2 separate regions of the Gossypium hirsutum genome follow, and region 1 is linked to region 2. The links are chromatin contacts, called in public Hi-C maps. All regions are on one chromosome and are shown on one strand. The core of a region is the stretch at or near the end of the contact, and the rest is flanking DNA. Distances in the headings are between cores, read along the strand shown. Region 1 has its middle 27 kb from the start of LOC107950734. Region 2 holds the start of LOC107950736.

Evidence for each region. A called contact is a pair of places that touch in the nucleus more often than the background predicts.
Region 1: a Hi-C map of leaf shows a contact between it and region 2, with 4 times the contacts expected there. The contact joins the enhancer-like site here to the promoter of LOC107950736 in region 2. A contact is called at or near these places in 4 of 34 Hi-C or Micro-C datasets (leaf and petal).

What each region holds. Positions count from the first base shown.
Region 1 is chrD03:32,521,087-32,523,786 of Gossypium_hirsutum_v2.1, forward strand. No RefSeq gene overlaps it. Among protein-coding and RNA genes, the nearest start is that of LOC107950734, 27 kb to the left of the region's middle. Within about 2 kb of position 1,440, at least 5 of the 9 cell types and tissues checked have an H3K27ac peak or open chromatin away from gene starts, as enhancers often do. A contact at or near this core is called in leaf, where this site is marked.
Region 2 is chrD03:32,446,139-32,448,838 of Gossypium_hirsutum_v2.1, forward strand. It overlaps LOC107950736, which reads right to left and starts at 1,447. Exons shown (of 4, transcript XM_016885666.2): 1 at 1,439-1,447; 2 at 1,128-1,178; 3 at 702-959. The coding sequence starts at 1,447.

The sequences.
Region 1 (2,700 bases), core at 190-2,689, 75 kb after region 2:
CAATCTACATTCCACCCAAGTTGGACTTGCACATGGTTGTTATCTCTATGACAAAAATGATAATTTTTTCACATGGATGTGGAATTCCTTCAAAATAGAAATAGAAATTGTTAAAGACAATGAGAATTTCTTAACTATGGGAAGCTTCTTATTACCCTAAACCTAAAATTAAATATATATTTACTATTCTAATTAATACCAAATAATAATATACGAATTAATATTTATTATTCAATACATTGAAAGCGTATAAAAGTTATATACTATCGATTAAAATAATTACGATATGTTATTTTATTAATGAATTAAATTCATAAATTATTATTCATCTCATTAGTGAAGTGTTACGTAAGTGATTAGGTATAGAAATAATATATGATCAATATATTAAATATAAACTCATAATATATTTGAATTTAATATTAAAATTTGAGTTTGTGTTAGAGTTGTTCATAGGCTGGGTCAGGTTAGGTTTGAATAAGGTCTAAGTATTAAAATACTTTATATTTGCTAAAGTCTAGCCCAAATTATGAGCCTAAAGTTTTACCCAAATTTGTTCATATTTGTAAAAGATTAACTAAGCCTATTTTAGGCGCACCATACTATTTTTAAAATTTTTAAAAATATGTATATTATTTTTATATAATATTTAATTATTTTATATATAATCATCTGAACATTATTTTAATGTTTACATTAGAGTACTATTATATATTTAGTATAAGTTTATTTTTTTAATGTGTTATAAATTACATCATATATAAAAATAACATAATATAAAGTATTATAAACTAGTTTTTTTCTAAACCTCTTTTTTGGGTCAAATTTTTTTTCTGAAACCCTCCCAAATTTCAGACGGATTTTTGAGCCTGATAAGTATCCCGACCCATGAACAAGTCTAGTTTATGTTTGTATTTGTAAAATAAATTGTTTAAGCCAGTACCAAATAATTTTTTTTTGTTTTTTGTTTTTAAATAAAGGAAGAAGTAGGGATGTTTAAGAGCAGTGGTAGAGTGTAATGAAGACTTAGGAGGGCCATGGCCACCATAAAACGGTAAATTTTTAATTTAGACATTTTAAAAATTATAAAAATATAAATTATTAAAATAATAAAATTATATTTTTACTATCGTAAAACTATATAATTTAATTCCAGTTCTAAAAAAAATTCAGACCCACAACTTTGATGTTAACCAAATTTTCATTTCTAACTCAAAGTGCTTTACTATTACACTACTAAAGCGCAATTAACTTTATAAAATGGAAATAGAAATATAAATATGTAAAGTTGAGACATTTTAGCTCTAAATAAATACATGATTGTTGGAATCCCCATTGAAAAAGAAATGCTTGTCTTCTCTGTAGAACCCATAATCTTAAAGAAAAGCCCATGGCTGTCGGTTCAGTGATTCTTAAAGCAAAAAGAAGCCCAGGCAATAAATCTAAAACACTCGTTCTAAGTGGACCTCATTTCATTTGTTAGAAACACATTGGTGGCATAAATATCCATATGGATGTAGCTCAATAATTGATCTTTATTTTCATTGGAAATGTATTTTAGTTTGGTTTGAGACAGCTGATCACTATATTTATCTTAGCCGACAGGTTTATTATTATTCGTTTGGTATAAACTATCTAGTCCAAGAACCAAAAGGAAGGCATCATCTCCATCATGGTATTTGTACCTTCAAAAACAAAAGAAGACTGCATTGGTTGGACCAACATTTCCAGGGCCACCATCTACTGTTTTATCCCATTTCACTAAAAACCCAGTTTGGAATATCTATAGACAGTGGAGCTGCCTGTATTGTCTGCTATTGGGACAATTTTCTTCCTTGCCTAGTCGATGCCAATTGCTGACTTTATGCAAATGAAGCATATTTCTTGTTACCCGTGATTGAGAGATTTCCTAAACTCAAATCATATTTCCATACTCGCTATCTATCTAAATATGTATTTAGTATAAGGTGTTCTAGCTAGTATGAATTTATCGTATAGATTTATTTATGGATGATAGTTGACTGGGGTGAGAACAGATGTTATTAAACCTACCATTACTTTATATTTGTTATACTTTGCGCTACTATTTGTTCCACCAAGGGTATAGACAAGGACCTATAGTGGTTTTAGCCCTCTAACAATGATAAATATATCCTTTAGCTCTAGGCCTGGCCTTCGGGGTAGTTTAGGAATGCAATCACCGAAGGCTTACGGCTGGAAGGGCTCAAAAAAGAAAAAAAAAATTTCAACTTTTAACGTAGAAAACAATTCAACTTTTGTAAAATTTTTGATCGACACTTCATTACAAGAAAAATAAAATAAAATAAAAGGGGCCCTAATTTATTTTATTTTATTGTTTTACATTTATAATTATTTTAAAAAGGGGTCTCAAATTATTATTTTATCTAGGGCTCAAAAATGTAAAAAACGGACCAACTTAGCCCCCTTCAAAGTTTATGAAATTATAAGTTAATATTATAGTAAAATTACATTTTGGCTCCCAAAAATTCATTATTTGTCTCTGGTCTCTTCCTATAACAATTTTCTGGCTTCCCTTATGCACTATTATCAATCTCTGTAGATATTAGATACATTTATCCCATCTCACCTCACCTCACTTCAGTTGGATTTTTAGCTAATTACTTCTAATATTTTCAATCTTTTTAAACCCAAGTATTTAAATATAACTCTTTTTAAAAA
Region 2 (2,700 bases), core at 197-2,696:
GAAGCTTAGGAAGACTCAGAACATCTCAAAACAACTTATTTGATCTTGGTAAAGTAAGAAGCCACAACTAAGAAATGCTCATCTTCCTTTTTCCTCAAAATGGACTCAAGCACACATACAACTTTCTGATACTATGGTTATCAATCCTCATTTATTGCAAGAAATCATTTTAAAACTAAAATTAACAGAAAACAAATTTTAAATTAACAGAAAACATAGTTAACATTTCTCAGCATAAAGCCTCCATCTTTTGTGCAAACAAATTTTAAATTAACAAAAACCAATACATGAACTCCAACAAATTTCAAGAAATGCAAATAAACAGAACTCAACTAGTTGAAATCACAAGCCATTCGGAAAACAATAGAATCAGACAAACATGCAATAGAATAAACAAATAATAGAATCACATTGAAAAAAATTTCATCTGTTCAATCGAACATGCAATACAAAGAAAAGCCGAATGGAAAACGCTAGAAACGAATCAAAATTAGGGGAACAAAAACAAATATTCCAGATTACAGCAAAAGCAAAACTAAATCGATTTTACAGAAAAAAAAAAGAAAATAAAAACAGGGAAAGAGTGTGAGCATGAAAAACAGGGAAAGAGTGCGAGCATTTTTTGTTGTTGATAAAACGGAGAAAAGAAAAGAAACGTACCAGAAGAAGAAGCAGAAATCGATGGAAGGGAAGAAAATTACCTTGCAATATGGAAGGGAAACGTTGGAGAGGATGATGGACAAAAAACGGAAAAGAAAATGAGAATTGGGGGGAATCCCTATTCGGCGCTTTCTGTGGGGAATGGCTATTATAGCCAATGGGGGTAATAGGGGCGGAAGGGAATCGGGGTGTAATGTTATTACACCCAACCAAACGCCCGTTTGGTGGTGGGCCCAGGGAATTGGGGGGGGAATGCATACTGATTCCCCCAACCAAACATGCCCTAAGTAAACACTTGCCTACAAATTTGTTATTTTATTTTTTAAAAATTTCACCTATACCATTCAAATAAATTATCAACTATAAATGATGAAATGAAGACTACTACTTATTCAATTTATAAATAAAAAATTGCAGGAGCCATCGTGTAAGTAAACATTGCATGTGTTCAAGATTAATACACATACATTGTCAAAAGGTCTCTCTCCAATCCCTGCTTTCAGGCTTGTGTAGGAATTCTATTAACAGGACAATTCATAGTATCATTTTCATCCAATACATCCAACATGATAAATGAAATTATTAATCACTTTCATTCTCATTTTATATAATAGTATTTGTATCAACTATTAGTGTATGGAACGATGACTTGACTCTTAACTCTTTACAATTGATTTTCCGACTAAATTAAATTAAGAAATAAATACAGAAGTTAAATACTTTTAAAACTCATTTACAAATAAAAAAAATTAATCTTGATAATTCACTTAAACTTGACCTCGGTCATTATGGTTCCACAATCTAATTAGCATGATAGATAGAACCATAAAATTAGACCCTTTTGATTCTATTACACCTATTCTAAATATAAGTAAGATGGTGTATTTTCAAGATAAAAGAGTGATCAATGATTGGGTTCCAGTAACATGTCCATAAAGCCAATAAAAAAAAATGTTTTTAGGCCTGAGTTTAAACTATCAAATCACTCCTACATTTGAGTTTAATTTGTTAATCTTAAGGAAAATATTGTTCCTCCAAAAAATGATGTTCTTGATAGCACCAGATTAAACTACATGTTTAAAAGGATTTAAAATTATGTCAAGTCAATATTACTCGATCCTTCAATATACAAAGATATATAAATCTTGTTTTATTGCCAATTTCAGTTTAAATGAAGAAAAAAAATTTTCTTCACCCTATCATCAAATCTTGTCAAGATATTTTGAAAATAATTTTTAGAAACAAATCAAATTTCACGACTTGCCTACTTTCTATGCTCAACAAAAGTTGTGACATGACCAAGTCATGAATGGGCATTTGTAGAAGAAAATTTTTTAAACCAATTAAAACTTTATTAAGTGTCATTATTTATTATATCTAACTAAATTAAATTAAATCAATTAAGCCATAAATAAATAGGTCAAATCATTTTAGAACTCTTTTATAAAGAAATCATATTCTTCAAGGATTAATTTATCTTAATTAATTTAAATTAATACGAGAATAATAATAAATAAAAGAGTTTAATCAATGCAAATAATTCAAATAAAGAAACTATAGAAATAATAACTCTCTTCTACTTAGTTGACTAACACTATGGAAGGGGATCGCCTCCAAGCCATTTAACACAACTTCATAAATTCAGAAGTCTAAAAGTAAAAAATATGAAACTTGAAGATAAAATTCTTTAAGACTAAAAATTCTTTTCAAAATCCAAATAAATCTTTGAAGAAATCAAAGAACTAGTAAAAATTCTAAAGAACATCACATTAGTTCTAAAGAAAATTGCTCTTCGATCTTGTCCAACCAATAAAAAGGTAGCTAAACTCGTTCTTTGAAATCAAACCTAGAAGTAACTTGAAGCATAATTATCCATTCAATATCAATTTTAGAAGATACTTAGATCAAAGCTCTCCTGATACATGCACAGATAGGGTAAAATTTATTAAATTACAATCACCAAAGCTGCCAATTTTCAAGCTTGGGAAATCAGCAGACTTGCGACAAATTTTTGGATGGGATCCTGGCATTTCTGGGTTG